Linked DNA regions of Mus musculus: all the other regions are linked to region 1. A link is a contact called in public HiChIP or PLAC-seq and promoter capture Hi-C data. All regions are on one chromosome and are shown on one strand. Each heading gives the region's core, a stretch centred on a gene start, on an enhancer-like site or on the middle of the called end of the contact. The rest is flanking DNA. Distances are from core to core; before and after follow the strand shown.

Evidence for each region. Promoter capture Hi-C pulls out the DNA fragments that hold promoters and counts their contacts. HiChIP or PLAC-seq counts read pairs in DNA pulled down with a chosen protein or histone mark. Capture Hi-C pulls out chosen DNA fragments and counts their contacts.
Region 2: a contact with region 1 is called in a promoter capture Hi-C map of hippocampal neurons, with 4 times the contacts expected there. The contact joins the enhancer-like site here to the promoter of Dap in region 1. A contact is called at or near these places in 3 of 39 promoter capture datasets (cranial neural crest, embryonic stem cells and hippocampal neurons), 2 of 115 datasets of contacts at active chromatin or transcription factors (embryonic forebrain and large pre-B cells) and 1 of 9 other capture datasets (embryonic stem cells).
Region 3: a promoter capture Hi-C map of hippocampal neurons shows a contact between it and region 1, with 2.4 times the contacts expected there. The contact joins the enhancer-like site here to the promoter of Dap in region 1. A contact is called at or near these places in 2 of 39 promoter capture datasets (cranial neural crest and hippocampal neurons) and 2 of 115 datasets of contacts at active chromatin or transcription factors (SST interneurons and embryonic stem cells).
Region 4: a contact with region 1 is called in a promoter capture Hi-C map of adipose tissue. The contact joins the promoter of Cmbl here to the promoter of Dap in region 1. A contact is called at or near these places in 3 of 39 promoter capture datasets (liver and pre-B cells), 4 of 484 Hi-C or Micro-C datasets (B cells, CD8 T cells, centroblasts and 1 more), 7 of 115 datasets of contacts at active chromatin or transcription factors (the 230-238 cell line, bone marrow-derived macrophages, embryonic stem cells and 4 more) and 2 of 9 other capture datasets (adipose tissue and liver).
Region 5: an H3K4me3 HiChIP or PLAC-seq map of neural tube shows a contact between it and region 1, with 5 times the contacts expected there. The contact joins the enhancer-like site here to the promoter of Dap in region 1. A contact is called at or near these places in 7 of 39 promoter capture datasets (the 3T3-L1 cell line, 3T3-L1-derived adipocytes, Sertoli cells and 3 more), 1 of 15 datasets of contacts at CTCF or cohesin (the NIH/3T3 cell line), 1 of 484 Hi-C or Micro-C datasets (cerebral cortex), 9 of 115 datasets of contacts at active chromatin or transcription factors (the SCID.adh cell line, bone marrow-derived macrophages, embryonic stem cells and 5 more) and 3 of 9 other capture datasets (adipose tissue, embryonic stem cells and pancreatic islet).

The regions. Positions count from the first base shown.
Region 1 is chr15:31,221,782-31,226,819 of GRCm38.p6, reverse strand. It overlaps Dap (death-associated protein), which reads right to left and starts at 2,435. Exons shown (of 4, transcript NM_146057.3): 1 at 2,237-2,435. The coding sequence starts at 2,291.
Region 2 is chr15:30,737,982-30,743,019 of GRCm38.p6, reverse strand. All of the region lies in intron 9 of Ctnnd2 (catenin (cadherin associated protein), delta 2), which reads right to left. Among named protein-coding and RNA genes, the nearest start is that of Gm41283, 57 kb to the right of the region's middle. Within about 2 kb of position 2,124, at least 17 of the 459 cell types and tissues checked have an H3K27ac peak or open chromatin away from gene starts, as enhancers often do. A contact at or near this core is called in hippocampal neurons, where this site is marked.
Region 3 is chr15:30,825,308-30,830,345 of GRCm38.p6, reverse strand. All of the region lies in intron 11 of Ctnnd2 (catenin (cadherin associated protein), delta 2), which reads right to left. Among named protein-coding and RNA genes, the nearest start is that of Gm52177, 110 kb to the left of the region's middle. Within about 2 kb of position 2,730, at least 19 of the 459 cell types and tissues checked have an H3K27ac peak or open chromatin away from gene starts, as enhancers often do. A contact at or near this core is called in hippocampal neurons, where this site is marked.
Region 4 is chr15:31,566,507-31,571,544 of GRCm38.p6, reverse strand. Cmbl (carboxymethylenebutenolidase-like (Pseudomonas)) reads right to left here and starts at 2,712. Exons shown (of 6, transcript NM_181588.4): 1 at 2,606-2,712.
Region 5 is chr15:30,923,296-30,928,333 of GRCm38.p6, reverse strand. The region is part of intron 17 of Ctnnd2 (catenin (cadherin associated protein), delta 2); the gene reads right to left. Among named protein-coding and RNA genes, the nearest start is that of Gm52177, 7.1 kb to the left of the region's middle. Within about 2 kb of position 2,308, at least 8 of the 459 cell types and tissues checked have an H3K27ac peak or open chromatin away from gene starts, as enhancers often do. A contact at or near this core is called in neural tube, where this site is marked.

The DNA of each region.
Region 1 (5,038 bases), core at 1,186-3,685:
TGCTGGGAATTGAACTCGGGACCCTTGGAACAGCAGGTCAGTGCTCTTAACCACTGAGCCATCTCTCCAGTCCCTGCCCTCGGTCTTCTGTGGATAGGGAGAAACATGCACACTAGGGGCACTGCTGAGAACCACTGCCTTCCCACCCACCCCTCTGGGCTCACAGGTCTAGCTGGCCTTGGGATATGCAGCATGTGACACTGACAGCTACTCTCCCGCCAGACTTTTGGGTCAGGTAAATGACCTAAGGTCACCTAAATTTATCTGTTTGATTAACTAGAGGAACAAACAGAGGCAAAGAAGCAAGAGATACAGCCCCAAGGCTGGGCCCAGCCGCGGGTGGCTGACAACCCCAAGGCTGGCCCAGAGATCCACCGTCAGCTACAGCCTCTAAATTCAGGTGAGAAACGCAGAGTCCCAGAGGAGCCCAGCGGTGTTCCTCAAGACTCTAACAATGTGCGCTCGTGGCTCTCTCTGCAGGCACAAACAATGTATTTCATTTCCAACCCAAAAGCCTGTTTACAAACTAAAGAAAAATCAGAACTCTCATGTCAAATTTCCCCCATGTGTGTTTTTCTTCCTCCGATCCTAAGATGTCCATGTGAATAGTCTCTACATGTAATTTAATTAGTGCTATTTTGACACAATGCCTTTCCAACAGCACACACTAATGAACTCCTTATCTTGGGAGAATCAGTCATGTGATCCTACTGTGCAGGCCACACCAAGCAGCTCAGAGCCTCAGGCAGGTAGACACAAACTACTCCTTTAGGAATTAAAGGTCAAGGTGTTCCTTAAAGGAAATGTTTGCTGTTGTTGTTTTGTTTATGTTTTTTTAGTAGATTTTTTTCATACAATATAGTCTGATTATGTTTTTCCTCTCTCCAACTTTTCCCCCAATTCCTACCCACCATACCTCTCTCTCTCTCTCTCTCTCTCTCTCTCTCTCTCTCTCACACACACACACACACACACACACACACAGAGTCCACAAAACCACAAACCAAAATACACAAGCAATACACTAGTAAGATTTTAAAAAATGCTCAAAGAAAACCACATGAGACAGGAAGTCTACAAAAATACCACTGAGTTCGTTTTGCGTTGGCCATCTATTTACTGGGGCATAGGGCCTACCCTGAAGGTGGTTTAATATACTCAGTGAGACGCCACTGGCGAAGCAAGCCGGTACCCATTGCGGACAGACTTGGTTAGGGATAGGAGCCAGTATCTTAAAGGTAATCTTTCCACAAGTTAATTTGTATTGTAAGAAGTGAGAATTGAACCCAGAGCCTTCCATACTCTAGCATAGTATCTTACACTGAACACAAAGACTCCCGTAGCTATAACTCCTAACCCCAGTTAGGCGAGTTGAGAAGCACTGTCATAGTGAATCAGCTTTGAAATACAGCATACTTTAAAGGCAGTTTCCTCTCTCCTCCTGTTCTCCAGTGGGGCCAGCAGCTGGAGAGTCTAAGTTTTTACTACAGAAAGATGGTACAGATGTGTCCCTACCCCACACAGTCCTCCAAGGTCTGCAGGGAGATGCCCTGGTTTTATACCACAGGAGACTTGGCTTCTAGGACCCACGGTTTCCAGGCTGGCTCTCTGTGGTGCTTCCACAGGTATCTCTGCCACCAGAAAGGGCAGTAGAAATGCCAACTCCTCCAGCCATGGAGGAACAAACAGGAACTGAGTGGAGGCGGCTGCCCAAGGCACACAAAGGTTGCTCACCATTTCCTAAGAGAGGTGGCTCTTTACTGGACTGAACTGCCAGTAAAAAGAAGTTTTGGCTCAGAAGTTCCGGGTTTGCTTTAAAAAAATACCGTTTTAACCACTTTCAAGAGGGAGTTGGATGCGAAAATTAAATGAATAAAGGAAGTCATGCCGGGTGATTAATGATCATAATTATTTCCGCTTCTTTGGTCTGTCAGTGTGAAATGCTGTCAGCCCACGATTAATCATCATGATACAACACTACCTTTTAATTGTTGGGGGTCTCCCACGCAAACATCTGTGCAATCTCATAAAAACTGCCTACTTTTGAGTTTTGACTTGTACAACTAGGGTGTCCCCGCCGGGGAGGGCTGGATCCCGCGACCCGCTCACCTGCACCCCGGGCCCGCTCACCTGCGCGCCTGCGCAGCACACAAGCAAGGGGCACCGGGGCACTGGGACCCCGATCCTGCCCTGTCCCCTCCCGGCGCCCCAAGACATAGTGCAAACCAGTCAGTACCGGCGGGCGGGTGTCCAGCTTTGGTCTCCAGCTTTCCTTCTGGAGGCGAAGACATGGCGCCGCTGGTTTTCGGAGGGGCGACGGCAGCCGCGGGGTGGGCGTCAGTGCGCGCGCGAGGACTCGGGGGAAGGCGTGAGGCGCGCGCTGCTCGGGAACGCGCACTGCCGCCCCGGGCAGGGGGGCGTGGCTCCAAACGGCTGCGTGGCACGGTCCCGCCCACCCGAACTCTGTGAGCCGCCTCGCCTCGCCCCGCCCGTCCTTGTGGAGCATGCGCAGCGGCCAGCGCCACGTACGACTCCAAGGCTATTGTATGGGAAGGATGACAGGGCGCGTGTGTACGTGAAGGGCGGGGCGGCCCTGCGACCAGCGAGGGGCTGGACCCGTGGTGCGTGTTCACTAGCCAAGCTGTCACTGAGGGAAGCGTAGCCTGCTGGTGGTTCGAGACCCCAGCGCGGGGTTTCGTTCAGAGATGGCAGCTCCTGGCTCCTTGGCTCACTTTGCAGCAAAACTTATCCGTTACTCTCTAGAACTCGCAGCTCTGCAAGATCAGCAGTCTTCTATCTTTAGAAAAGGGCCTGCCACCATCCCTTCCAGGCTGCACACGGATCTTAGACGACCCAGCTATTAAAAGAGGCAGGGTGCCACACCTCTCTACTCCTTCCTTACTCTCAGAACCTCTTGACTGATCTCTCAGAACCTCTCCCTGACCCCAGGCTGCCAAATCCGAAGGTCACTTGTCCAGTGCCTTTGATCTCGTAGGAGCACTGCAGACAGCTCTGGATGTTCTTTAGCTTTAGGGACGCCATGTCTCTGCCTTGTCCAGACCACCGTGGCTGCCATTCGGCTTGGCAAGCTTCTCTGTAGACTTGTAAATATTTGTATCTCCCGTGCATCATCCTTGGCCCTCTTCCCTACACGTTCCTGGGGTGCTTTCCACTGTAATGATGTTGGCGTCTGAGTAATTCATAAATTACTCAGAATTATTTAGCTCGCGGTTCTCAAGAGGCAAGTGGTTTGCAGGCTTGCATAGAAACAATTTCTTAGTCGAGGAGGTTTGAAGCCCTTGTGGCCATCAAATGCAACCTGTAGCACATACAACCCACAAGGCTTTTTTCGTGACAGGGCCTGGCAAACTAGCAGCTCATTGCTTATGGCTCCTTGACCCATATTGGTTGTTCTGATCCTTCTTTAGTGGGACAGGCCAGTTCTTCTGGTCTTGGCATCTGCTATTCCCATCACTGAGCACTGATTCCTCCAGATATCTACATGACTGACTCCTTCCTATAGTACAACCAGCTTGTGAAGTCAGCTGACCTGTGGGATCTGAGAATGTAGCCAAGGTGCCCGGCTCATGTTTCTGTTCATGTTTTTTACTGCCTCCATGCGATCAACCTCATCTGGCCGTCCTTATTTCTCTCTGCTCATTTACTGGAATTCTCCATGGACTGGACTGTCAGCTCCATGGAAGGAGAAGCCTGGTATATGGTTTTCACTTATATTCCAGGCCCTTAGCCATGGCAATCGCAAAAGACCCATATAATCCTGGAACAGAGAGGCAATGGGTCTCCTACAATGTTGTCTTAACAGAGAGCAACAAATGGGGCCTACACAGAAAATGGAGTGGATGCTTAGGATATAATAGTATATTCATTCACTTTCACTTGTGGAGGAGGCATGTGGGTGGGTGTGGGCATGTCCAGCCCAGTCTGTCACAGGTACAGTCTACATGTTGAGTACCACTCTGGGAGCATTCTATGCACTGGTGTCTACCGAACAGATTCTAGTAATGTTGACTGGTGTTAATTGAATCTTAAATGGTTCTAGGGATGAGAGAGGATAATTCATTTTTAACAAGAACATACACAGAGAAAGAGATAGAGAGAGGGGAAGGGGGAGCGGGAGGGGGAGGAGGTGAAAGAGTCATTTCAGTCTGGTGAATGTGAGCTGGGCCCAGATACCAGGTTTCTCAGCCCAGCAGCATTTCCTCCTAGTGCTGGCTGACTTCTGGGTAAGGGTTTTGGAGGACATTTCCTACTTTTCTCTAAGTAGGCTGTTTTCTAAACAGAATCTGGAAAGAGTGAAGAAGTCACAGAAGGTGCGAATTCTCCCTGCCATTGTCTGTTTTGAACCTTAGTGACGTCATTGAGCCCTGTGGTTTCCCTATCTGCAAGAAAGACATCGGAGGGCAGAGGGCTGTGCCACCCCCCCCCCCCCGGGGATGTTAGCTTCTCAGCACTCCCACAAACACCTGCAGTAACTTGCCTGAAAAGGAGAGATTCGGAGGCAGCGTACTTCAGTTTTCCACAGCTTCCCTTGCAGGAGCCACACCCTGGTTCTATCCCCACTGCAGAATTAAATAAATACATTAAAAAATAACAACAAAATCTTATGACCATAGCTTTGGAGATTCCAGTGCCTTCCTTACTGGCCCCATTGCTTTTGAGCCTGCAGCAACACAGTGGCTCCAATCTGTTCACCTCATGGCTGGGGGAGCAAATGAAAGAGGAAAAACTCAGAGTTCCACACGTCCTTCAAACAGATTCCTTCAATGACCCAAAAGTCTCCCGTTAGACCCCATCTTTTAAAGGTTCTCCCATCAACAAATATTGCCAGACTGGGTGTCAAGCCTTTGCCACGTGCACCCCTGAGAAACATTCCAGATCTGAACCATGATGGCTGCTGGTGTTGTGAGGTTTCCGGTTCAGTGGTGATGCGGTTCTGTATCATCCCAGTGACTCCTACAGCATCCTCAGATGTGGCTTCTCTGATGGAGACTGTAGGCACTGGGTCTGGATGGGGAGG
Region 2 (5,038 bases), core at 875-3,374, 480 kb after region 1:
TCAGCATCCTTAGTCAACAGGAAAAACCACACTGGTACTGCAGTGAGGCTCCATCTTGCTCCGGTCTGAATGGTTATCATCGGAAAGATAGACAACAGGGGGCACTGTGAGCACAACCAGTATGGAAGTCAGTTTGGAGGTTTCTCAGTATGAAGAAGGAAGATCTCCCACGTTATATAGCTATGCTCCTCTTGGATATTCACACAGTGGAATCTAAATCATCGCCCACATAGATACCCTCACATTCATGTTTACTGCCACCCTATTTATAACAGACAGGTATCAGAATCAGTCTAGGTACCATCAACACATGGGGGTGGATAAAGGGAGGTGCGTGTGCACAGTGGAGAACCATCAACCCAAAAGGAGAGAAAGACGCCATTTGCAGGAGAATGGGTGAGACAGAGATCATCATGTTAACTCACAAAACAAATAGGACACTTTTTCTCATATGTGGAATATAGGTCTCTCCCCACCCCCACCTCTCCTCTTTGTCCTCCCTGCCCCCTGCAAACATACACTAAATGGGGAGTAGGATGCCAGAGGGCAATGGGGTGGATATGGTTACTATCTTGAAATGCATTTGCTTGTACAATGAAGATAGTCTAAACGTCTATTAAAGAAATCAGGAAAAGCCTGGTGTACATCTCCTGGACTCCACTGGGTTTCAAGCTGTAAAGCTAGCATAAGGACGTCTTTAAAGCTCAGTAGTATCACTAGAAATGGATATGCTTTCCCACAACGACGTCTCTTCTTTCCCTGCACAGGGGTCAACCTCTGCCAGCACTTACAGGTGTGGCCTTTTCTGTTGTCAGCACAAATGCTTTAAACAGCTGGATCTGTCGGATCTCTGTTCCCTTCATAGAGGAATTCCCCAAACTCCCCTTCAGTATTTGGCTGGATATCAGTCATTCTCAGAAGACATGTAAACATTACATTTTCTGATACTACTTGCAGAAACATTCATCATTCTCCCTATGTATGCTAGCTTTTAAAGCTTTCCTCTTAGTTAGCTGGTACTGGGGTGGGGCTTTCATAGTGCCACTTTACTAGTAGGTTTCAGAAATCTTTATCTGGCAGATATAGATAACTGATGTGCCCTTCATGTCAGCGCAGCAGGCCACCAATGCCATTCTTGGAACTGGTAACTTTGAAGACCACTTGGATTCTGTAGTCACATGTAAGTAGAATTTGTTTCTTGGAATACATCTTTGGCTGAACATTTGAAGTTGTGCCAATGGGTATTTTTCTCATTTCCATAATTATCAGAAATACGCACAAAAAAGCATAAAGCCTAAAAAATTAACTCCATAACCATACTTAGAACTTACAGTTGCTAATTGCCACAGCATGTAACTACCTTCTGTAGTGAATGCCACAGACTAGTGGAATTAAATTGATTAACCAGTCACCAGTGATTATTTTTTGTGCCATATTGAAACTGTGTACCCAAATGGATGAAGAACACTCACTGCAGGGTTTCCCCATACCTGGGCTTTCTGGGTACCTTCTGCCTGGGACCAAGCATCTTTAAAAGATGGAGTAACTGATTACATCTCTGCCTCCCCTTTACCTTTCACAATTAGCGGCACACTATTAACTTAATGCACATTTATCTACAACAATTCAAGTCAGACTGTGAGAGAATCTTCCTAGTCTATAATTACACTCCAGCATAATTAGCATAATTTCCACTGCACATATTTAATAAAGAAGCTGCCATCGCAGGTTGGCTTCCCATGTGGAATCTCTTCCAGAGAACAACACCAAGAGGAGACCAAGCCTCCTACTTTTAGCTGCCACGGATACGCCAAGCAGATCTGACACTGCTTTCTGTGAGCGATGAATCCTCATCATCGAAGAGGATGAGTGTGTGGGGATGGGGGGGGGGGGAATGGAGTTCCCCTAACAGGCCACTGTCTACCGAGGCACGTACAGCTGTGGGCCTGCTCTCAGTAGTTACAGTGGTGGCTAATGGGCAGAGAACAGCATCACTAGATGCTGGGAACTGACTACCTCCATCTGCAAACGCCAATACTACAGCTTCCTTTGGCTGTGCCTCTCCAGCATAGCCATGAGTGCCACAAACCCAGTCACCACCAGTGACCACTAGATGTCACCAGTCGTTAACTGAGACACAAATAAAGAAGCACTTTAAGAGATTTCTACCAGCCACCAGCTCTCTTGCGTGCGTACAGCCCCCTTGTGAGAGACTGATTAACAAAGAGAAGGATCCAACCCATTTGCTCAGACCTGAAATGTCAAATTCCCACCATGAAAATTTAAAAGACTGCATACATTTGGTACGTGTGTGACAAGTTTGTCCTGATAATAAGCAAAGCAAAAAAGAAAACCTGCGACATAAATGTCATGTTTCCCACGAACATTCTGTAAAAGGACTTAACAAAAAAGGGCTCTCACCAGTGGGGACATTTTAGCGAGATTCTTTCTTATGTCTATGGATTTAATACTCAGAGAAAACAAGAGACATTTTACTCTCACGGTGGTGAATGTGAAGTCGTGTACAAGAGAGAAGGAAGAAATCCCCATGGTGGGACAGAAAAATCCCAGTCCCTGCAAAGGAGTTATAAATGCTTGAGCAGTGGCTGTAAAGTTCCAGAAAATGCTGCTTTGAATGTCAGCATGGTCACCATTGAAGGTGGGATGCAGAGAAGGTGGACGAATTGGGTCTTCAGAGACATGAAGGGGCAACAAGAGTGTAGGTCTCCTCTGTGTCCTGCACATTGGCTCTTCCAGAGGCACTGAGAAGGTAAATCATGCAAATCCGTTAATGGCGACCAATGCACGCATGGAAGCATCTAGAAGAAACCACTAAGGCTTCAGTAAATGTGTGTGAGCATGCTCAGAGGTGCATGCGCATTGTATGCGGGTGTATGGGGAGGTTAAAGGTCAACCCCGGGCGTTGCTGCTCAGTGATGCTCACCTTCTTTTTGAGACAGGATCTCCTTTTTCCCTGGACCTCATCAGTTTGACTGGGGTCAAAAACCCTTTATCAACCAAGCTATCTTCAAAGCCCTAATAATTATAATTCTGAGGAATAGACTGAGTGAGTTAAGGAGTCAATTCTGTCACGTTTCTACTTCCTTAACTTTTAAAATGGCCTAGGAAGCACATATAAAATGTTACATAAAAGGTGCTATAAAATGATGGCCCATTGATATCATTATGATCTTTACTTTTTCTCACAGAAATACACTTCAACACTGAGAGTTCAGAAGCCTGTAAGCACTTGCATTGGTGGCCTGTCCTGGAAATTATTTTTTTTTCCTTTTAATATCCAATTTCCATGACACTGAGTTGTGTGTATTTTGACTCTTTTAAACATTTGCACTATTGCAAGTGCTTGCTAGCAACATGCTCACAGGTCACTGGGGAGAGAAACCAACTACGAATGTTTGCTTTCCTCGGTGATGCATTTCATACTCTACTGCTTTCTTTGAGCTTTAGTAAACATTTAATTTTAAAAAGTTATGTATATGTATATGTGTATATATATATATATATATATATATATATATATATATATTTGTGTATACACACACACACACACATGCATGCACACACATGTGCACATGTGAACCTAGTAGGATTTTTTCCATTACATTTTTTCTTGAAGTTTTGACATCCAACTATTCATGTGTATGACCAGAGACTATATGTATGTGTATGTGCATGTGTATGTATATGAACATATACACGCACACACACATACATACATACATACATAAACACATACATACAGTCTGCAAAGGGTAAATACATATCTAAAAAAAACACCTCTTGTTGGAAAGAGTTACTGTCTGAACTTGCTCTCTGCAGCTCCTTACAGAATGATTCTTACAGGAATAATCCCCATGCCCCACAAATGGCAGACATGTTCAGAACCACATACCCACTCCGAACTCCATATTATAAAACCATCTACTGATGCAAATTTTAGACGTGGAATCTTGAGCCGTGTGACTGTGTAGATCCTGGGAATACTCTCCACGCAGCAGTTAATGTCAAAACATTTTCCACTGAACCAAAATCAGAAAGTAAACCTCCACAATGAAACGGACGAAATTTGAACTATGCCCTCAATTTTGAGTCAACTTTCCATGAATACTAGGATATACTTGAATTAGTTCCTTTAGGGACTTCCTCTAAATGGGGTCATTTTTATTTTTATTTTGCTCATGAGCAGAAACTGTGAGTACAGTAGGGGTTTTCTCCATTATGGTTTTTTTTTTCCCCTGAAGTTCTGACATCCAGATACTCATGTGCATGCCCAGAGGCTCACACACTGAAGTGGTATGCTATATAATCAATCTATAGTAAGCCTAATTGCTGGAGAAATACACCATACAACATGTGACATGGGCTGTCAGATATATGATTGTATTTCTGTAAGACCATTAAGTATGTCCAAGGAAAACAATGTAGTACAAAAGGGAACATAAACCTGATATTCTAATGCTTAATTTCACATTTTCTTATCCTTCTCCAGTGTCACATTTCTGGTTAGACGGATTTTTACATGTCTGGGAAACCAAAGATAATGCAAAGCTCATGGAAAATACAGGATCCGGCTTCAGTACAGGGCACCGTTAGAAGCAGCTTCAGGAGGGATCAAGCTCCTTTCTCCTTAAATGGGTAACCAGCATTGTGCTTCTGGGCTGTGTCTCTTAATACTTTCTTTGTGTGGCTTTATTGGATTATTGCAACCCAATCCTTATTCCTTATTATCGTGAGAAAGCTTAAAACAGCAGATAAGAAGCCTCCAATAATAACACACTAGTAGACAAGAGCTAACCAAATACTAGCTGGCATAAGTACCATGTTTAACCAAAATAAAAAATATTTTTATTTTAATTAAATTGTGTTAAGTAATATTCCAATAATTACTAGGCCTTAGCACTTGGCGATAAGATTTTAAAACATGTAAGCTAAGAAAAGGAGCATGTTTTAGTATTTTAGCTTTATGTTTTAAGGTATTTAAACGGATAAGCTAAATATGAAATATTAACACTGTTGC
Region 3 (5,038 bases), core at 1,481-3,980, 400 kb after region 1:
TAGCAAGAGTTAGCTGGAGAGGATGGGGAGTGTCAATCAGAGTATACTCTGTACATGGATACACTTGTTAAAGAAGTTGAAAAGAAGATGCCATTGTGTCATGATATGGAACTTCATGGAACCTCTGTCCTTCACTACACCTTCTGCCGAGGATATGGAGGGAGAGAGCAGAGAATGCTGTGCCTCTTCCTTGGCTAGGCACTTGAAGCCAAGAGCCTTCCCAGCAATGGCCCCACCTTTCTACAGTTTCCTGTCTTCCCATGCTTGGCAAACACTCTTACTTAGGAGAAACAAGCTGTCTGACCAGCCCTAAGTCAGCCCCGATCATACCCCAGGCAAAGAATCCTTTCATCAGATTATCTGGGAAATTCATGCTCATTTGCCTTTTTGCCCCCATTTTTGTCTCTACTGGGCTTGTGGTGAAAGTCTGAGAGAAGAGGCATATCCTCCAAAGGTTTCCTGTAAGTGCAGTCCGTCAGGCTATCATGATTAGTGTCTGGCTTTGTTTATTAAACACGCTTTTAATCACATTTATTTATAGTGGTGTGTGTGAGTGTTGTCTCACACTGCATGTTTGGATTTGGAGGTCAGAAGATAACTTGCAGAAGCAGGTTCTCTCCTTCTATCATGTGGGTTCCAGAGATTAAACTCAGGTCATCAGGCTTGTTAGAAAGCACGTTTATCTGCTAAAGCATCTCCTTAGCTTTTAGGTTGGTTTTCAAAGTTTACTTCTCCTTCTTCCTTCTACAAAATGAAGTACTACTGAAGTCCTGGCTTCTTAGCTCTAAGATCTAAGGTCTTTTCTCTTCTCTTCTCTTCTCTTCTCTTCTCTTCTCTTCTCTTCTCTTCTCTTCTCTTCTCTTCTCTTCTCTTCTCTTCTCTTCTCTCTTCTCTCTTCTCTCTTCTTCTCTCCTCTCCCCTCCCCTCCCCTCCCCTTCTCTTCTCTTTCCCTCGCCCTCTCCCTCTTCCCCTCCCCTCCTCTCCTCTTCTCCCCTTCCTTCTTTCCTTCCTTCCTTCCTTCCTTCCTTCCTTCCTTCCTTCCTTCTTTCCTCCCTCCCTCCTCCCTCTCTCTCTCTCTCTCTCTCTCTCTCTCTCTCTTTCTTTCTTTCTTTCTTTCTTTCTTTCTTTCTTTCTTTCTTTCTTTCTTTTTCTTCTCTCTTTCTTTCTTCCTTCTTTTTTTTTAAAGTCCAACAAATATTTTTGAGTAACTCCTATGTCTGGGACTTCCTTTTTTAGATTTTATTTTATTAATTAACTTCATGCTTTAGAGTTTTTAAACATGTATAAAATACTTCTAAAGACTCTTAAATTTTAAAGATGAAATCCCTATAAAACAGTTTACTATTTTGAAGTATACAGTTCAGAAGCATCATTCTCAGTGATGGGTATCACCCCTACCTAGAGAAGCATGCTTTTGTCACCCCTATCAAGATGTGACATTCAGGGAGGAGGCACTGTTCTGCAAGTGCTCAACTCAGAATTTGTTTCTCAGAGGTCAGAAGTAAGCAAACCAAGTTGTAGATTACGTTGTGTAGATTATACTTATGGGATAAATGTTTCAGTTAGCTTTGGGGACTGCATATCTGACTGGGCTAAGGGAGAAAGTGGGGGGAAATCAGACATTTGGGTGTTGAAAGATAGGAAGAAAGAGACATGGCAGGAAACTGTGGGCTCCAGGATGGGATGTTTTAAGTTTGAGATGCCTAAGTTAACTATCCAGGAGTGGTAGCAGAAGGCAGGTGCTGGGTGAGCCAAAGCACATGGCTAAGGACAGAAACGCAGAGGCCTCAGCACTTAGGTGGTACCTGGAGCCACAGGATAAAAAGAAATCGCAGAAATAGAGTTCAGACGAAGAGCCAACAGCTCAGGGCTGGTCCTTAGCATGTCAGCATTTAAGAGAGTAATGGTAAAGGCAGTTTGGCATCAGAAGAAAAGCATTAGAGAAGTTTCAGCTCTACAAACAGTTAGTCTTACAGTGGTATGGGTCTGAGATCTCCGCTAACCCTTCCGGTAACTTACAAGTGCTCAGAATTTTTAAAATAGAGAAGTGTAATAGAAAAGTATGTCTCCTTTTAGTGCGTATATGTTTGTATAGTTGGTACATGTGGTGAGTGTATGTATTTTTAATATGTATGTGAGTGTATGCATCTATGTGTGTGTATGGTGTGGGTACGTGTGTGAGTGTATTATGTATGTGTGTGGTGTTGGTATGCGTGTGTATAGTGTGTGGGTGTGTGTGGGGTATCGATGTGTGTGGTGTGAATCTGTGTGTGTGTGTGTGTGCGTTACTGGTGTGCTGTTTTGTTTGACTGTGATGTGTGCACTTGTTGGTGTGGATGTGCCTGTGTGCCTGTAGGGGCACCAGCATGGAAGGCCCCAGGCAGACATCATCGTCTGCTTGCTACCTTTACTTTTTGAGGCACGGACTGTGACTGAAGCTGCAGCTCATGGATTTGCAGAGGCCGGCTGACAACTCCGCAGATCCTTCTGGCTCTGCTCTGACTCTGATCTCCCCACACACTACTATGACAGGCAGCTGCCACAATGTCTGGCTTTCCCCAGGGCTTCAAGGGATCCAAACTCAGGCCCTCGTGTTTTTAGGCAGCCACTTTCCTAACTGAGCCCACAGATCCCTTTTATTATGTGCCTCCCCCTAAAATAAACCAATCCCACCGAAACTTGAGTTGCAATTGTCACTGCACACCATCTGGTGTAGGCCCATCAGTGGGCTGATTGAGGACAAAGAGATGCGAATTAGAAGGCTGATCATTACGTCAGGTTCTCGGAGACTATAAGCAGAACAAATGACAGGAGGGGAGAAAATCGCTTATTTTAGGCATTTTCTGAATCAAAGCAGCAACGACATGAGCAGAGCGTGGCCCAGGATGTATAATGACAAGGCCGCTATTATGACTGGAATGTAAAGTGTAATAGGATTTTCAGAAAACAATTTAGGAGAAGTGACAATCTTGCTTATTTAAATGCTGTGTGACGTTCAGTATTACTCCTCCAGGTAAATCACAAAATTGATAAAAAATGACTTCCAGAGATATTGTTGAATAGGCGGAACACATGTAATGCATTTATCTGTTGACTAACCCTCAGGTGCGTAGAAACGGTATTGTTTCCCAGGAACCAAAGAAAGCTTTTACTGAGCCATTATGCTGAAGTGTAGAGGCTCCGTGCTTTGTCTCCATCAAGAAGGCTTTTACAAGGCCCCTATTTTGGGCATTTCTTATTTCTCTGATATGGATAAGTAGACTGTATAATAATTTCAATTTATATTGTAGTTAATCATTATCAAATTTCAAGTGCATGCTTTGGTATATATTTTAAAGCTTTCTAAGACAATAAGTGCTACCTTATACCCTCTAACATTCAATTTAATACATGGCAAGGTTAAAACCTCCAGTGTAGGATAAAAGAGACAACACGGAAAAGAAATCCAGCCACAGATATGTAGAGTTACTAGGGCAGCCTCCTATAATCTCTTTTTGCTTAGCGGACACAAGTCATTTTACAGAAAGCAACACACATACTGCCTGCTCCTGTTTTTATATTCTGCACATAGTACCGATGTATTTTGATATCAACAAATATGTAGACATGTGTTCATTTTAATGCTTAGTAATGGTCTTTTGCATGGACAATATTACTGATTGGTTGACTGAGCTAGGAGGCAGGTTTTACTATGTAGCCTTGATGGGCCAGGAATTGGCTTTGGAGAGCAGGCTGCCTGTGAACAGGTCCATTTTAATCCAATCACATACTGATGGACTCTGAGCTGTGATTTTTTTTTCTTCTTACATCATTTCATACCATATCAACAATGTGTTTTAAATACATTTTATGTTTAATTCAACTTCATTGAGAACTTTTCTTAATATCTACTGAGTATAAATTCAAAAACTTTAAATGACTGGGTAAAGATCCCGGATACTTTAAATAGTAATAAATTGCCAACATGCTCCAAAGACATATGACAATTCAACCCAATAAAATGTTCACTGTGAGGTCTTTTCTAGCTGAACTAAGCAACTATTTTTACACTGGGGATTCTCACAGAATAGATGGTGTGAAAAGAATCTCCTTACTATAAAGGGTCTGTTTCAGCTACCTTCAGGTTGGTTGCTGGAACATCCCTTCCTAGTAGATGCAACTGGGACTAAACATATTAAACTGAAGAATGGTGGAGCCACCGAACAGTTGAGAAAGTATTGAAATGATGTGCAAAACTATTACTTTTTCTTTTCTTAATCTCTTTTTGGGGGGAACATTTGTCTATTGATATCTGTGCTCTATTTTTCACAGTGTTATTTAATTCATTTATTTTCTATAATTGACTCAACTTAAAAAAATAATCTATGGGTAATCTTTGCTATTTCCTCCAGACATGGTTCTTCCATTGGCTGAGCTGCTAATAACGAGCCTCTACAACTGTAAATACTATGAGAACACAGGCTCTGAAAACAAATGCCACTGAATTTATAATATACAACTATCAATGGGTATTCACCAATTACAGCTTCAATAACGGACTTTCCTCTGTCAGCAGAGTTTAAGGGTGTAAAGCTTTGAGCTGTTGTTATTGTAGGCATATGGCTTCTCTTGTGTTTGCAGCTTGAAGAGGGTACCGTTGACAAGGTTCAAAGCAGGATGATATTTTTCACACACTGAGCTGTTGCCTATCAAGATTAATGTTTCTATTTATCCCTTCAAGCCATCCTCTCCTGTGAAGACCAGTTTCCTTTTCCTAATTTGTAATTGGAAACCCAAGATCTGGAGTGAACTTAAATGGAGTCTTCCATCATGATCAAAATCACAATAACTGACTTTTCCTGTGAACTCTGCCTATCACAAGGCAGACAATGCCAATCCATCACACCCATGCTGTCAGATGAATGTTGCTACCATGCAAGAGGGATTCATGTCACTGCCCTACTCAAGAACCATCTGCTTGTCTCCATCATCTGCAGATTTGAGAACAAATGACAGATTAGAGAGAACCCAGAAGAGCAAGTCTGTGGGATTTGCTGAT
Region 4 (5,038 bases), core at 1,463-3,962, 340 kb before region 1:
CTTCCTACAGAGATAACATGGACATGCCAGGATATCCCTCCATGCCCTTGCTTTCGGGTATTTTCACTTAGAATAGTTTATGCCGTTCTTTCTAGAAGGCCACCTTGTGGAAGAACATTCTGCACTCTGATATGTCCATAGTCCACGGTACGTTCACACCTGGGGTGACAGGAGAGAAAGGGGGGAGATGCTGTAACTGACTGGAGTATGAGCCCTCAAGAAGGTGAGAGGAAGTTCACACGGATACAAACTTTCTTCTCGATGGAAGCGGGAAGGGGATTGATTATAACAGGCAGGAGGACACTGTTTGGAAATCTCCCATCCTAACCAATAACCCGTGACCTACAAAGAATTGCAAAATTCAGATCCATGGGAGAGAGCCAGGGAGTGAGCCACAGAGGGAGGGCACTCTGCGAGGAAGCGTGGTTTCTTCTGCACAGTATCGGGTCCTTCGTGGGAGTGGTGGGGTTCCTGTTCCTCTTGACTTGGGGCAGGCTCATTAACTGTGTGTTTGAGGCTACACATACCCTTAGAGCAAGTCCATAATCCCCACTGGCAGAGCCTCCTAAAGTCAGGGAACTTGTTGTGGGACCATTGCCCTAAGAACAACATCCTGATGATAATGTCTGGCCAGGACGATGGCTATTGGCACAAAGTACTAGATTCCCCATAATTGTTCATGGGAGACACTGCAAATTTATCAGTCACAGGCTTTTTCCTGTAGTAGGGCATTTGTTGCTCCTACCAGCCTGCCCCCCTCAGGCAAATCTCTCTATAAATGACAAGGCAAAGGACAATGTGGGCTGGGGTCATTCAGTTGGTGGAGAGAGTGCTCATCTGGCATGCATGAAGCCCTGGATTCAATCGCCAGACCTCAAATACAGCATGGTGGCACGGACCTGTAATCTGATCACTGAGGAGGTAAAAGGCAAAAGTTCAGGGTTGCCCTTGGCTACACAAGGAGCTTGAGCACAACCTACATTCCTGTTGTAGGTGTGATGGGCAAATTTCAAGGGCCACCTCACCTCCTCCAAGGGCCACCTCACCTCCTCCAAGGGCCACCTCACCTCCACCAAGGGCCACCTCATCCCCTTCAAGGGCCACCTCACCTCCACCAAGGGCTCCCTCATCCCCTCCAAGGGTTTTCCATGTCTCCTTTGTCATAGGTGTCATAGACACCTTCCTGGGGTCTTCCCTTGCTGGATCTAAGTCTGCTCTTTGTGACATCTTTCTCGAATCAGCTAGAACATCAGTCCCCTCTGTCGTGACTACCATAAACCCTCGGCTGTTTACACCTGGATGAATGTTCACCTTTTGTGGAAGGCTGTCTTTTAGGAGCAAAACTCTATCACTTTCCCTGCCCCCTGGAAGTCAGACACAGCAAGAAAGCATGTCTCAGAGTACAGATTTCCTGATTTAAAGCTCTGAGGATTGGTGTAGCTCAGAAGTCAGATCACACAATGAACTTGTCCAAAAGAAGTATATATATATAGAGATAGATAGATAGATAGATAGATAGAGAGCCTTAACAAGCTCAGAGTGCACAAACAAGATTGCAGCAGGAAGTACCTGCAAAAAGGAGTCACAGACATGGGCTCAGAGTACAAGGGCAAGTTTGATCCTGTAGAAAGCTGGTGTTTAAGGAGGGAGGGGCTGGCAGCCTGCCAGGTTAAAGGTTGTAGAAACTTCACTGCGCCTGATTTTGTGTCCTGCCCTGAGGAAGGCAGAGCCAACTCCTAGCCTTGAGTGATTCTGCTGTTCCCTCCCCCAAGTACTTAGTTTTCCTGACCATGTGCACGGTCTGCAGCAGGTCCACGGTTTGGACAGCGTTAGATAGAAAACTAGACCTAAGCGGCACATAGAGACCTCTTTAATCATGCCAATCACTGCCATGCCTTTGGTCTGTTCTCTCTGTTGCAGGCCCAGCAGGCTGTCCCGTGGTGTGTGTGTGCCCAGGGCTCCATTCTGACTACCTTGTTTTAAACGGACTCTGGGGACAACAGGTGTCCTTTTCTGTCAGCAAGTGGATATAAACTGCATCGGCCAGTCTCTTTAGGACCTGGGCCAACCCCAGTGGCCATGGAGTGTAAAACCACACTGTCTTGGCAAGATCCACCCACCATCTAGGATGTCATATTCTTATATGACAGCCTGTCTTTGCTTCTATCCACCCAGAAGAACTGTTGCCAGACGTGGGTACTGAGTTTAATGCAAATATGCTCAGTTTGTTCATGATTCCATCTTCACAAAACAACAACAACAACAACAACAACAACAACAATATAATCAAAATGCCCAGCCTAAAAATAGTATTTAAGGTCAGGGAAGAAGGGTTCTTCTCAGGGACGTGAGTTTGACTACAAACTCTCAGCTGTTTTTAAAAGCAAACATCTGAATACCTACAGAAAAATATCCTCAGAAGTCAAGGGTGGGCACCTAGGGCTGGCTGTGGTCCTTGCCATTTTTGCCAGGACAGTATATATGGCAGCTCATTTTGGAAAATGATCCTGGAAGCGCCTCACATCTGCACCAGCAAAAGCCCTTTTCCTGCAAAGCCACAGGCAAGGTCCAGCAGGTTTGTCTGTCCCCAGCGACCAGCACCTACCTTGTCTAATGGTGAAGAGCAAGTCAGCAGGAGGCAGACGCCCTGGAGCTGACCCGGTAGGGAGGGACATGCAGAAGAAGGGAGGAGTCTCAGTCTGCACGGGAAGTGGACACTGCTGTGGCAGTGTCCTGCATTCCCGGGAAAAGCCGGGGGAGGGGCAGGTCCGCAAGGACCGCGAGAAGGGGCTGGATCCTGGCTCCCGGATGGAAGCAAGAAGGCAGGGTAGGAAGAGTGGTGATAGGAGGGAAACAGAGGCCTAAAGAGGCAGGGAATGAGCCTGGCACTCTGCCCTGGGCCTGTCTACTGGGACGCATACTTCTCTGTGGTCAATCACAATCGGGCTATTTCAAGCACTAAGCTACTACATTTGTGTATTTACCCCAACTTACATATAATCTTCTTGTGGCTTGGGTGGTTTGTCTGTGAGGAAGGAAAGTAGTGAAAGAAAACGTTGAGAAAAGAAGATGGAGGCATCGCCCAGGGAAGAGCAATGAAACCAGTGTTAATTTTCCGGTGCTGTCTCTTGAAGATGTGGGTGCTGGCTCAAGGCCTAGCTCTGGGCAGCGCTTGTCCTCAGGGCAAACCAATAACATAAACCGTGCCTTTGCTGAGAAAGATGGATGAAATCTAAAGCCCACGAGCTCCGTTAAAAGTCTCAGGTGGGACAGGATTGCTCTCCCTGTTTCTGAAACTGTCAAAAAATGCATACAATGGAGTGGGGAAGCTGCCTCTTAGTGTTCCACAAAAGCAAAACATTTTCTCTAAGATGGAGAGGTGGGGGTTTTTTTCTGGTTTTTTTTTTTTTCTTCTTCTTCTGTTGTCTTGTTGTTTGTTTTGGTGCTTGTGAGGGAGGCTCAGTTGTGTTTTTGTTTTCACTTATTTTTTAACTTTTAAAATGTATTTATTTGTATTTTTATGTATATCGGTACATTGGTGTTCTGCCTACATGCGTGTTCACGTGAGTGTAGACAGTTGTGAGCTGCCGTGTGGGTGCTGGGAATTGAACCCAGGTACTTTGGAAGAACAGCCAGTGCTTTTAACCACTGAGCCATCTCTCCAAGCCCCTATTTTTTTTGTTTCATTTTATGTATATGGTCTCTTGCCTGCATGTATGTCAGCATGACTGGTGTCACCTGAGACCAGAGAGGGAAGTGGACCCCTGGAATTGAAGCTACACATCCAGATTGAACATGGCCAGCAGAAAAGACCGGGCCATGAGAGGAGAGAGAAAATAGAGTAGGAAGGAAGAGAAGAGAGGAGCAAGGAGGGGCGGGGCAAGAATGGAAAAAGCCAAGAGAGGGGCGGGGCAAAAGAGGAAAAAGCCAAGAGAGGGGCGGGGCAGGAGGGGCGGTGCAAGAGAGGAAAAAGCCAAGAGAACCAAGGGAAAGGGAAAAGAACCAAGAGAGTGCAGAGTCTGTAATGGTGGGGCGACATAGGAAAAGGAAGTTGCGGGAAGGGAAGCAGTCCCTATGATTGAGAGGTTTAGGTAGGGGCTGGGGTGAGAAGAGCCACAAGTACCAGTGAGCCTGGAGGGCTGTGTGTGCTTCGGTATGCTAATAGCCAGCCATTTGCCCTGAGTTTCTTTGGGACCTGACACATGCATGATGTATGTATGTATGTATGTATGTATGTATGTATATATGTATATGCACCATGTGGTTGTCTGATGCTCTCCAAGAGCTGAAGAGGTGTCAGATCCCCTGGACTGCAGTTACAGACTCCAGTTGTGAGCTATCATGTGGGTGTTGGGAACCAAACCTGGGACCTCTGGAAGAGCAGCAGGTGCTCTTAACCACTGAGCTGGTTTCCAGTCCTTTGGTTTTCTTTTTTAAGGAACAGAAATACATACAGTGTATTAAGGAGGAGGAGGAGGGGGAAAGGGAGGGAGGGAGGAGGAGGAGGAGGAGGAGGAGGAGGAGGAGGAGGAGGAGAAGGAGAAGGAGAAGGAGAGGAAGAGGAAGAGGAAGAGGAAGAGGAAGAGGAAGAGGAAGAAGAAGAAGAAGAAGAAGAAGAAGAAGAAGAAGAAGAAGAAGAAGAAGAAGAAGAAGAAGAAGAAATGGGAATGAGGAACCCAGAGGGGATAGGGAGTCCATGGGAAGATCATCAGAGTCAACTAACGTGGACCCCTGGGGGTTCCCAGAGATTGAACCACCACCAACCAAAGAGCAAGCATGGGCTGGACCTAGGCACCCACACATATGTAACAGATGTGCAGCTTGTTCTTCATGTGGGTCCCCTAAAAGCTGGAATGAGGGCCGTCCCTGACTCTGTCGATTTACTGTGGATCCTGTTCCCCTAACTAGGCTGCCCTGTCTAGCCTCAGTGAGAGAGGATGCAATGACTAGATGTGCCAGGGTGGGTTGATACCCGGGATGTGGGAGGCTGGGGGAGGAACTCCACCTTCTTTTAGGAGGGGAATGTGGAGGAGGGGCT
Region 5 (5,038 bases), core at 1,059-3,558, 300 kb after region 1:
TGCTTCCCAGAATGGAGTTAATGTGGCCCAGAAGCCTTTGCTACATCTGATCAACTGCCACAGGTTGGGGAATAACCAATGCATGCAGGCATACATGCATATATCTGTCTGAATTAGTGGACAGAACCTTGTAGAGCTCTCTGCTTTTTAGTTCTGCCAGGAGACACAGCACAACACCATATTCCAAACAGGAATTGCATGGTGACCAGGGTGTTTCTTAATTCTAAGCTTCCAAATTCACATAGAGTTTTCACAATGATTTCAAAGGAATCACTGTTACGGAGGCCACGACAAAGGTGCTGGTATCTGTTTAGTCCTCAAAAACATACATTTGTGACTTCAGGTTTAGGTAAGAACATATGTCAAAGTTTAGCTGAAAGTAAGTATTGCTAGGTTTTGAATTCTTTAAGTGCAGATACTGGTCAAAAATTCACTCATGGGATGGATAACATTTACAAGCCATGTTTCCCCTCGGATCAGCAGTAGCTCAATGGTGATTCCCCACCGTTTGTCTTCTGCACAGCAGCTCCTCCTGCAGGCCTCCAGAGAAAGTACACCGTCTCATTGCATAAAGATCTGGTGTACGGAGAGACGAACTTGTAATCCTATGGACTACTTCTGTCATCTCCTCATTCATTTTGGTTAAATACGGAACATTTTCTGTCATTCTTTAAAGATCGCCAGCATACTCTATTAAGTTTTTAGAATGGCCAAAAATATTTTTAAACCTAAATATTTAAAATAAATTGGGACAAAGGAAGAAAGTTAGGACAGAGTAGTCTTCCATTCCCACTGATGAAAGAAGAGAGAGACTCAAAACTGAAAGACGCGCAGTGGGTTTGCAGCCTAGATCTCATTATTGTGTGGAGTACGAGCTGCATTTGCCTGCTACCCAGGGAGGGCTTGTGCTCCACTTTTGTTCATTTTTAGGGACACATGGTAGGAAACAGCTCCTTGCTGGTTTCAAAAACAGCCAGCGGTGCCTCCTTTGCTGTTAGGACAGGCAGGGAGGCCTGTGCCCAGAGAGAAGCCCCATTGGGTGACAAAGAAAAAAGTTTAGCCAAAGCGAAGAACAACCAATATAGAAAGGTTGTGTTCTCGTGGCAACACCAGGGGGTGGTAATGTCAGAGAGCAAAGGGGTCCTGGCTCATGAAGTGATGGACACACTCTCCCCTTCAGTTCAGGGAGATGTGCCAGGGAATTAGAAAGATGCTGACGGCATTCTAGACCTGGCTTGCCTGCCAGAGATGTGGCCTGGAACCATCATCACTCAGGGGAGCCAAGTGAGATACTCTGTCACCATGCTTTGGGGATGCAGGTGCCCTGCCAGCACAGACATCATCGGCAATGGGCGACTCAGTCATATGTGGAAAGTGTTGTTTCCCACCAAATCCCAAATCTCATCTAAATGAGTCTGCTTACAATCATGGATTTGACAGGATACCTGCAGCATCTCCTCAAGTTCCTGGACTTTGTAGGTAAAGGCTGGACCACACAATTCCCTCCACTCATCCGTCTCCTCACTTGGGATCCTGTAATGCCCCTCTAGATCTACTCTTCATAATAAGTAACGTACTATTCATCCATCCATCACTGATGGATGAATATACTCAGCAAATGTACTCTGAGCGCCTATTACAGGCACAGAAAAGCTCCAGGCATCATGGAATATCAAAATAAATACAACTCAGGGGTGCACCCTGACAGATTATCCAATCCCAAGCGGTCAGCTTTATGCACATACAAACACTAGCAACATTAACTGGACTCAGCAGGTGTATGCATGTACAGCCATAGTAATTATAATTATTAAACACAAAAATTTATTAAACATAAAATATGAAAATAATTAAAGAATTTATTTGCAATAATAATAATTAAAGGATTTAATTATTATTAACATTAACTGGACTCAGCGGGTATGTGTACGCACAACAATAATAATAATTAAGGAGTTTATGGCCAATAATTTGGGAGGGAGTAGGGAAAGGACATGGGAGGAGCTGGAGTGGTAGAGGAAAGGGTAGGTATTACAAAGAAAATAATCATGTATAAAATTCCGGAAATAAAATTTAAGCTTCAAAACAATGAATAATTAAACATAACTCTATCCCTAACCGATTAATCCCTGCTTTAGAGCACATGTGAAAAGTTCTGAGTCAGGGAAGTAGCTTTCATCAGGAAGGGATACCCAAGCCGGGCTTCAAGTAACATGAGAGGTCAGGAGGTGCAAGCCCACATGTGCCTTAGGGACTCTGTTCTGTTGAGTAGTGAAGGGTGAGGACTATGGGCTCCATTGGGAACTGTGCAGTTCTGGGAACTGTCCAGTGCTGAAATAAGCTTCGAAATGGAACCATAAAGGGATGTGCTATGATACAGTCTTTTCACCGAAGCTAATCTCCCCCAACCCCCGACCCCAAACCAACCTTCATCACATAGAGGGAAAATTAACATTTCTGAATGTTGCAAAGAATGTTATGTATAGGCATTAACTTTAGCTGCTGTGCCCTGTCATTAGGAAGAATCCAGGACCTTTGTATATAGCACACTCAACCTCAGTTTGCAGAGACATATGCATAGTCATGGAAACAGCCCAATGGGAAGACAAGGAACACAGAGGCAGCTAGGCTCCAGACTGTGGTACTGCTTGCTTCTCCGTAGATGTAATGGACTAGTGTGACCGTTGCTTAGTCAACCACTTCCTAATAATGGAGCCCTCTGAAGATGATCCTTCCCTCGAGTGCAAATGTGGCTGTCAGCCCACTCTCACGCCAATTAAGGGGATAGCCCAAGAGAGCTGAAATTTAAACTGAGACCTCAGAACCAATGGTGGAAAAAAGCTGGATTCCTTCTGAGATTCTAAGGGCCCACCCTCATGCAACTACAACAGTTAAGGAGAAAATGAACAGACTTTTTGGCTGTTCATAAACATGGAATCCTTTTCTCTGGTTTGTGTTTCCTTTAATTTGTTCACTTAACATTTTTCTTAAATGTAACTCAGCTATCCACTCAGCCAATATTCATCAAGTCTCTCTTAGGGGTCACATACCATTGCAGACACACAGAATACATCAGAGAATAAGACAAGGCATCCATCCCTTATTAGCTCATTCCCCAGTGGAGGGGAAAGAAACAAGACCAGTAAGCAATGTTGCATACAGTGATCCTCATTGGCTTGCAGTTATGTCACAACAAGCCATTATAAGTTGACAGTATTGTAAGCGAATGCATTTACGACACCCAACTTACTGAACATCATAGCTTAGCAACATGGCACATGGCGGAACATGAGTTCTTTCCCCATGATTTCATGCCTGATTTGAATTTGTCACTTAATGCCACTACCCAGTATTGGAAGAGAATATGGTATGACACACCATCAGCATGAGATAAAATAAAAATTCAAAATTCAAAGAAGTTTTTTTTTTCTGCATGCATATTATTGTCGTAGTATCTTAATTAAAAGGCTGTAAGTGGAAACATCTTAAATAGGGACCATTGCTATTAAGAACCAGCCAAGGAAGGAGCTACTGTGGCTTGATGGATGGTGGTGCAGCATCTCTTGGGAAAGGGGCATCTGCTGCGGGGAGGACACAGTGTGTGGACACCTCAGAAAGAGGATCCTTTAAGCTCATGATCCCAGGTGATGTCACCGAAACTTTCAGAGACAACTGACAGAAGACACAAGATGGCCACACTAGCCTTTCTTTTTAGTTGTTCTTGGCTCAATGTCATCATTTCTTTCTCCTTAACATGTAAAGTGCTGTATAGCATTTCTCTACACAAATAATCATTTTTGACACAGTATTTAGAGCCAATTAGTTGACAAGAGTAAACTGTACTATCTCTTGAACATAATCTAATATGTTGGTAAATTCTACTCTTTTCATTCACAAAAAGTTACTGTGTTCATCAACCCTGTAGGTTTGGTGCTTTCAAGCCTGTTTCTGAATGGCTGCTTCCATTTTCTAGTTGGTGACATCTGATAGCAATGGCTTAATGGACAATATGGAGCTTCAAGTCCTCCATGCTCAGAGGGACCCCAGGATAACAAGCATCAGAGAAAGAAGGGATGCCCATGAGCCAGAAGGCAAATCAATAGTTCACTATTTTGTTATATATTAATCCGACTAAAGAAATAAAACACACAACTGCAAAATACGCAGTGCTTAGCATCCAGGCAGTAGACTGATTAGCTATTGATTTTTTTTCTCCATATTATAGAGGAGTGATGAGGCTTTTATTGGAAGCCTCAGTGCTGGTCCTGTCTGGAATAACTATTTAAGGAAAGGAGAGGGAAAGTGTGTGTGCAGAGGGGTCTTTGACCTTTTGATCTAATAGCTTAGTTTAAATACGTGAAGCACACAGAATCCACAAATATTAAAATTAAACCCAAACTAAGTACAAATACCAAAACTTCACATTTACTTTCTTCTTTGTAATAATCTGATGGGAGTGCACCTAGGAGACATGGGGCCTGAAGTCTGAGCTTATTAAAAGCCAATGCATGGTTGAGAACCTGCACATACATTGGTTCTGGGTGGAGGACCAGATGTGCATTGGGACATGGCAGGGGAAAGGCTTCTAATTTCTGGATCACCGAGTGTTTACTAAGCACATCATGCCTGAGTCTTCAAATGTTCAGGAATAGAGTTTTGCCCACTTCTGCACTCATACCTCACTTCTCCAAACTTGCCAGGTGGTATAGTATGCTGCACCTTGGCTGCAGTGGTTGGTCCATCTGCCTGGACCGAAATCCATTAGATTCCAGATGCCATCCACTGATAACCATCATCTGCAAGGCTGTTGGACTCCAGCCTGTAAACTGTCCAGAAGTTATGCAAGAGGCCCACGAGGAACTCTGCCATCCCTCGATTCCAATGCCACCATTGTTGCAGTGATCTATGGGGGCTTGTGACATTTCCCTGCAGGTTCCTGAGGATTCTTCAGCTTTCAGGCATCAACCAGCCTTTGGCCTGTACCCCCTCACTTACAGAGAGAGGCACAGTAGGCCTCTCTGACCTAGGATCCCATGAC